3 separate regions of the Gossypium hirsutum genome follow, and all the other regions are linked to region 2. A link is a contact called in public Hi-C data. All regions are on one chromosome and are shown on one strand. Each heading gives the region's core, a stretch centred on a gene start, on an enhancer-like site or on the middle of the called end of the contact. The rest is flanking DNA. Distances are from core to core; before and after follow the strand shown.

Region 1 (2,700 bases), core at 149-2,648, 130 kb after region 2:
ATAATATTCCTGAGTTGATTCACATGTTATGCTGTCGTGAATGTATTTTGCTACTTCAGAACTTTTACCAAAAATCCAAACTTACACTGTAGCTTATTGAGAATTTTGATTGAGAATATATTTTGATTTTATTCAAGATAAATCAGAAGCAAAATTTATTGATAAACCCGAAATTTAATAAGTAAATATTCGAGTTTAATAACAATATTTTGGTGACAGTATCTCAGTTGATAATCTGAGGATATGGAGCATAAGAATAAGCAAAGCATTATCGGCGCTGTGTAGCCGATTTAATTAAAGCATTTTTCAGTTGGTATTTCTTGAGGATTATTTGATGATTTTGATCAAGATAAAATAGAGATCATTGAAGATCATATGAACAATAATTTAAGTCACTTGTCAACCATTTATGTTGTGAAAAACCAGCTAGTATTATCAAAATATTATCTCACTTATCCTTTACTTCTAGTTGAAGTCGTGTGGACTATAAACAGGTAGTAGTGGCATGAGATTAGCTAGTCGAGAGCTTAGAGAGCACGACTTGATTCCTTTGTGAGAAATTCCTTTTTGTGTTTTTATTTCACCTTTGAGTGTTTGTGCTAAAAAAGTAAAAGCTAATTACACCGATTTTGTAATGGCATACTTCATCGATGTAAACAAACATGAAAAAAATCATCAGATAATTCATAAATTTCTCATTTTGTTTTAATTTATTTATCATCATTTAATAACAAAGAGAACTGACTTAACATCAGCCTAGAGTAACAATGAGGCAATGGATTGAAGAAGAACAGAAAGATCATGCACAGCTTTGTTTCCACTAAAGATTGGCGAATTGGATGCCTTTTCTGCAAAGCTGTTTTCACATGCCTGAGCTTCATTTCCAGCATCAGTTGCACTCTGAACAGCAAATTTGGGGTTGTTTTTCTCAATTGCATCAATTGCTACTGGGATATCACCCTGGATAATGGTGTTATATGAAACAATGCAACCTTCCAAGGCCTTTTCCAAGGTGGGGTCTTTGACACTTTTAAGCAATGCTGAAATCTGATTCAATGTGGCAATGGCTTTAGCATTGACACTGTCAGCCACAATCCGAGCAAGCCCCGGCACATCCGGGGGTCGGATTTCAAAGTCAAGACGCAGAGATCGTAAAATGGAGTCTTTTTGCAATTGGTTTGAATCAGGTTGATGTCTGAGTAGCTTACAGTGAAAAATGTGAAGCAAAATACAGCTTCAAGTATGAATAAAGAGATGATTTTGGTCATATTTGGGTGGTGGGAATTTGAAAGGTAACTGGAATATCGCTTAACTTGCACGTAAAATGGCTTTGGTTTAAAAACAAAAAAACGTATTTATAGGCTCCAGAATGAATTTTCTCAATGAAGAAGAAATCATATATGGAGCAAAATAAGGCAAAAAAATTTGCTATACGTAATTTTGGCCCAAAGATTGTAATTGCCTTTTACAATAAAATAAAAAAAAAGTTGTAAGGTAATCCTGTCCTGACAAATTCTATTAATTCTCCAATTTCATAACAGTTGAAATAAAAAATTTGGATGCTAATTAAATAGAATTTACTAATTATAACGGTTAATTTTATATATATATATTATATGTAAAATTGTTTGAGGAAAAAAATTAAGATTACGTAAATCATAACAAGTTAGACGTATATTTATTACCACCGGTTAATTTATCATTTGGTATAGGAGTTTGATCTCAAGGTTCAATTTGATACATGAATTTGGCTTCAAAATTTAATTTGGTACCCAAACCAAATGACATTATGTGACCAAATAGATGTTTGACACGTGTGCTCTAATAAAGAAAATATAAATACTTAATTGAAAAAAAAACTCAGATGCTAAATTAAACATTGGAGACAAACTATGTACCAAATTCGGACTATAAGGATTTCAAATATCAAAATAAAAAATTAGATACCGAAATAAACATTAAAACCAAACTTAAGTACTAAATCAAGAAAAAAAATTCAGATGCTAAATTAAACATTGAAACTAAACTTTGGTACCAAATAATGTATTAAAGATAATATAAATCTAATTTTAATTTTTTTATAGGTAAGGGTTAATAATTTATTATCATTTATTCTCAAAAAGCAAAAATTTATTATCATTTAAAGATAAGATCTATAAAAATCACTTGTCATAATTAATATTTTCACTTTTCGCGTCTATTAAAGTTTTAACAAAATATTTTTTTGTAAAAAATTCTCAATTTAACATATTTATGGGAATCTTTTTATAGTACATATTGTCTATATTTAGAGCTCGTGGTTACCCTTCCTAACAATATTATCTCTAATGTTTAAATTTGTGTTCTCCCCAAAAAAGTGCAATAAACTTTTAGGGATAAATACCAAAATTATACATGAACTATGATTTAATGTGCAATTGTATATATGAACTTTGATATTGTGCAATTTTATACATGAAATTTTGATTTGATCCAATTCTTGTAAATTATTAACACAATTATTGATATAACATCATTTTATGTTTATATATTCCATACACAAAATAATTATATTTATCCAATATAAAAATAAATTGATGTATTTATTTCTTTAAATGTGTATGATTAAATTAAAATTAAAGTTTCAAGTATACATTTGAACAAAAATTAGAGTTTCATATGTATAATTGCACCAAATTATAGTTCATGTATACAATTATA
Region 2 (2,700 bases), core at 38-2,537:
CCTAATCTAACTTTTAAGAGTTATTAATGCTATTAAAGTTATTTGTTAAATTAAAATACATTACAATATTATTTTTTTAAATACATTGCAATTAATTTTTTTAAAATTTCAAAATGTTTCACCAATAAATTTAACAGAAGAATTTAATAGTATTAACAATTAGATCTGAATTTTTTAAATTTATAAAACAGAGAAGCTAAATTTTTAAAAATAAAATAAATATATTAAATTTTAAATATACAAACGCAGCGATTTAAACTATATTTTAATATTCAAATATTTATTCTAGAATTTAATTTAAAACGCGAATCATAATAGCATCCATGCTAGACTATATTACTATATATAAAAGGAAGTCATTAGTGGACACATGCGTCCATTCTTTCATCTTCTTCTTCTTTTTAACATGAGAACATAATGAGTAAAGTTTAATTCTAACCCCTCTAATTTTTTAAGATTATAAGAATGGTGAAATTTCAATTTGATCCATGGACACTTGTCGATTGTTTTATCTTTTCTTTTTTACATGAGAACATATGGGTAAATTTCAACTCCAATCCCTCTAATTCTTTACGATTATAAGAATGGTTAAATTTCAATTTGATCCTCATATTTCACTTAAATTTGAGATTTAATCCATATACTTTAATTTTATCATAATTTGATACCTCAACTTTTATAATGTCGTTAGTTAGTCTAAATACTATATTCTAATTAAAATAATTATATAAATTTTTAAGAACTGTTAGCACTATTAATTTTTTTTTGTTAAATTCAGGTTCGTTATAATGTTTTTGTTTTGTTACATGGATACCAAATGAGTTTTTTTTTTCATTTTAAAATGTCACAACAACAAATTTAACAAAATAATTTTAATAGTGTTATCAGATGGACCTAAGTTTTTAAATTCGAAAAGTAGAAGGATTGAATTCCAAATATACAAAGAGTACAAGAACTTTGAGCAAATTATAACCTTTAAATTTTTACTCTATAATTTAGTCAATAAATAAATAATTAACTCAACACCAAGCGTGGGTAAACACCATATTAGTGTGATTTTTTGACCGTTAGAAAAAGTTATTGTTGGACGAAAACGCGTCATTTTTCAGCTAAGATGGCAATAGGGATGCATTTTTATGTTTTTCTCTCCAAAATCGACCTACTTTCGTTAATATTTTTTGAATTTGGCATATTCTACTAATTTACCCAAAACAATAAAGATTGAATAAAAAAAACGATAAATACGCACCATGTGGATATTTTAAAGATGATACAAAGACATCTCTTTTAAAATTAGTTTAATTGAGATTAAACAATAATTCATAAAAAATAAAACAAAAAAAATGCTAATTTTTATTTCTGTGGATTTTTTTTATTTATAATTTTGAAAAAAGTAAAGGTAGTGTAATGGCATTTAATGGAAAGACGGAATTATATAAGACTTGATAAAAAAAATAAAAATTTCGAGTGGGCTATCTCGAAGTAAATTCTCAGTAGAAGAATACAGGAAAAAAAGGGTCTCGTATTCTCCGATCATCTGGGTAAACCTCTTTTTTCTTTTCTTTTTTTCTTTTAATTGTATTTTCTTATTTGTCTTTTTAATGGTTTGTTGATGGTTAGATCCATTGCTATCCCCTACGTTTCAATTATCATGGATGTAAAATTCTTATATTCTTTCATATTAATCAGTTGAAATTTTCGAAATTTGATAATGTATATCTATGCTGCCTTCTGATCGAAGTTCCAAAATTTGAGACGCTCTGCCGTAGTCAAAGGAACATGTAATACGATAAACGTTTTCCGAATCTGTTTTTCATATCAGTAATGCTGCATTGATCTTTTAGATTAGCGCAGTAAGGACTTTATAATTGTTTCTCAAGTTTTTCGCTTGTGCTTCACTGGGTAATTCACCTTCTGATATGGTATTTCTTTTTCGTTTTCTTTATACTAAGCCTGCCAATTGGATGGGTGGGATTCATTATTTTGACTCCAAATCATTTTGATTAGTGTTTGATGCTTTGATTTTTTACGGATTTAAATTATTTCAAAATCTGTCGTTCTGAATTATTTTTCGGATTTGGATTGCAGAATTGACAGGTAATGGCAGGACAGGGTAATTCAAGTTCATCTGACAAGAAATCAAAGGAAGTTATGAATGATGTATCAACTTTTAGAGCAGAGAATTTGCAGAATAACATGAAAGTTGTATATTACAGGCATGTCTGTGTTCACATTTAGTGGAGATACTAAAAGTTGTGTGTTGAAAGCCAATACTTGAGATGAGCATTGTGGTTTCATTTGCAGCCGAACATTTTTGTCGATAATCGGAGGGGCTATTTCTGGGATTTTAGGGTTGACAGGCTGTATGGGTTTTATATTGTATTTCATTGTCATGGCAATTACTTCAATTGGACTCATAGCAAAGGCAAAGTTCTCCCTTCATTCTTATTTTGATTGCTGGAATCGGTTTATACTCGATGGATTCTTGGGTGGGCTTATGGTAAAGCCTTTTCTTTTATGTTTTGACTTGCTTTACGTATTCCCATATCTTAAATGAATCTAAATTTTGTTCTTTTGCTTTGCCTAACCTTTCATCTATTTCCTTGGCTTATATTCTTCTTTTATTTTTGCAGTCATTCGTGCTATTCTGGACGTATCCTTTTCTTTAGATTTAGAAACTTTCTACACAACATTGCGTTT
Region 3 (2,700 bases), core at 163-2,662, 160 kb after region 2:
CGAAAGCCTTTTAAAAGACTAGTCATTTTAATGAAGAGGGCTTGAGATGGGTAATCAAATATAGTGGAAATACTATATTTTAGCTTTATAAATTGTTTGGCCTTAGCCCTTTGAGAAAAATCATAATCGGCCCACTCACTTGTGATGATGCTAACCATTCATTTACGGTCATGAAAATGAAAGGCCTTAACATTCCAAATTCCTAGGGATATACTATAGATTTTCCTATGCACCCTTTCCCCCATATAAAGCGTGAACAATCTGCTAGAACTTAACAAACTCGGGAAGATTTTCTCTGGAAAGCACCTATGAAATGACCATGGTCAAGAAACCAGGAGTTTAAATCTCAACCAGTCAGAACAACATTGGAAAAATATTTGGAAAGCAAAACTACCACCCAAGCTTCAATTCTTTCTCTAAAAATCCTTCAAAAAAATCATCCCGACAAAAGACTTCCTCAGACACTGGGAAATGTGATTAAATGAAATCGGGGACTGCTTGTTTTGTAGAAACTCCCCGGAAACAATCGAGCATATCTTTAGAGAATGCACAATAACTAAGGGGTGGTGATCGACTGTTAAAAACCGTGCTCCCTTAAGATCCTATTGGGATAGTAAATGGACCGATTGGCTTGACTTGAACATCATTTAAAAAGCCTGGCTGGTTAAGCCAAAAGCCCGGTGGCCCTTAGTGTTTACATTCATGCTATAAGAGATTTGTCTATTGAGAAATGTCTTACTCTTTACCAATAATCCAAACCCTAATCTTCTCGTCAACTTGACTACAGGAAAAGCAACAAAATTTTTTGCTGCTAGTAGCATTAAAAGAGTTCCACAAGCTTGTTTCATCCTTATTGGATGGCAAAAACCTAAACTTGGCCTTGTTAAGGTTAACATGGATGGCTTTGCGCTTAAGAACCCTGGTTGTGTCGGGGCGGGAACTGTTATTAGAAATTATTTAGGGATTGGGTTATAGGGTCGTTTAGATGCATCCCGAGAGCTACAAGCACCGAAGCAAAACTATGGGCCCTCTGGGATGGACTCAACCTTGCTCTCTATATGGCAGTCATTAGCTTAGTAACAAATGCAACTAAGGTAAATCACCTTTTACAAACTTTATTTGGTAATTGCAGGGTTTTCCTACACCGATTCCAACAATGGATGTGAAAGCATATATTTAGAAAAGCAAAACTCGAATTTTAATTTTCAGTTTGACTCTAATGAAGCTCCGTATGAGTTAACTGATATTTTGTTGGTAGATGGCAATGAACTCATGATGTATCGCACGAAAAACCAAACTCAAACTTCATTCAGATTGGGCTAAATGAGACCTCTAAAAGGCCAAAACAATTAAATTGGGCCATTATTAGGGAGCCCAGAAACTACTTCCTATAAAGGGACTTGTCCTGCCGTGACCTGACCCGCTTTGCCCCCTTGAAAACTCCAACCAAAATTCCCTTTCACTTTGCGTATTTTTTGGTCTCTATCTATTTTCTTCTTTCGACTTGTTTTTAGTAGTAACATTTTCTCTTTGTTTTAGTTTCTGCAAATTTCAAGTTTAGGGCTTCAACTTTGAGCTTAAACACACTCAGCAAAGCTGGATAGGTACAGAGCCGATCGCTATGGCGATGGCAACAACACCACCACCAACAACAACCAAGACTCTTACTATAATAACAATATTCACGACCGTTACTATAGAGGACCCTCGCGTTTCTCCGACGCTTCTCCTATGAGCCGCTATAACAGCATTAACACCGACACCAATACTAATTTCAACGATAAGTTCGATGCCCAAGATCCCTACCAACACCGTCGACGTAGCCCTAGCAACTTCCGTGGCAGTGGAGGAGGAGGAGGACATCGTCCCTTCGATAGTCCTCCTCGTCAGCATCACAACAGCGGTGGCGGAGGTGGAGGCTTTCGACCAATTGGAGGTGGCGGAGGAGGGGGAGGGTTTCGGCCTATGGCCGGTGGTTTTGAGGGTAATTATCCAAACCCTTCACCGCATCATCTGCAGCCAGCTCATACGGGACAGAAACGACCTTTTCCATTTTCTGGCCGTGGAGGTGGTTCCCCCAACAGAGGTTCGTTTTGTTGCTTACAATCCAAGTTATTTTATATTTTTCAATTGTAATTTTTCACTCATTTACTGCTTCCACTAATTGAATAATTCGTCAATTCAAAGATTTTAGGGCATTTTCCTTAGCATTTGCTTCTATTTGGACTTCCATTTTGAACTATAAATTTACCAAGTTCTCAATATTTACTTGAATTTTTTGTTCCTTGGATGCATGTATGGTTTTAGCTACAGATCATTTATCTTGAATTCTGCTTTCCATATTCGAATTTTATCCTCCTTTACTGACTTCTGACCATAATAATTGCATCCCCAGACCATTACATTACTTATTTTATCTACTTATACTTTGTTTTTATTTTCTTTTTGCTTTGTCAAGATCGATTTGGTGGTGCTGGCGGTGGGGGCAATTTTGCCAAACTTTTTGTGGGATCTGTACCAAGGACGGCTAGAGAAGAGGATGTAAGTCAGTTCATTTTTTGCATGATACTTTTGAAACTATCATACTCCCGTTTGTACTCTCCTTTTGCTTCCAGATATGTAATTTGATTCACTTATCTTCATATGCTGGATGTCGATTTGATATTTCGAATGAATACCATTTAAGCATTAATGCCATGT

Evidence for each region. A called contact is a pair of places that touch in the nucleus more often than the background predicts.
Region 1: a Hi-C map of leaf shows a contact between it and region 2, with 2.2 times the contacts expected there. The contact joins the promoter of LOC107955860 here to the promoter of LOC107896406 in region 2. A contact is called at or near these places in 13 of 34 Hi-C or Micro-C datasets (callus, fibers, leaf and 1 more).
Region 3: a Hi-C map of leaf shows a contact between it and region 2, with 2.9 times the contacts expected there. The contact joins the promoter of LOC107896590 here to the promoter of LOC107896406 in region 2. A contact is called at or near these places in 3 of 34 Hi-C or Micro-C datasets (leaf and seedling).

What each region holds. Positions count from the first base shown.
Region 1 is chrA10:101,849,441-101,852,140 of Gossypium_hirsutum_v2.1, reverse strand. It overlaps LOC107955860 (cell wall / vacuolar inhibitor of fructosidase 1), which reads right to left and starts at 1,398. Exons shown (of 2, transcript XM_041078574.1): 1 at 1,352-1,398; 2 at 757-1,195. The coding sequence starts at 1,398. The coding sequence ends at 757.
Region 2 is chrA10:101,977,529-101,980,228 of Gossypium_hirsutum_v2.1, reverse strand. LOC107896406 (ER membrane protein complex subunit 6) reads left to right here and starts at 1,287. Exons shown (of 5, transcript XM_016821572.2): 1 at 1,287-1,541; 2 at 2,089-2,216; 3 at 2,305-2,500; 4 at 2,634-2,653. The coding sequence starts at 2,101.
Region 3 is chrA10:101,821,736-101,824,435 of Gossypium_hirsutum_v2.1, reverse strand. LOC107896590 (flowering time control protein FCA) reads left to right here and starts at 1,412. Exons shown (of 19, transcript XM_016821787.2): 1 at 1,412-2,086; 2 at 2,459-2,541. The coding sequence starts at 1,732.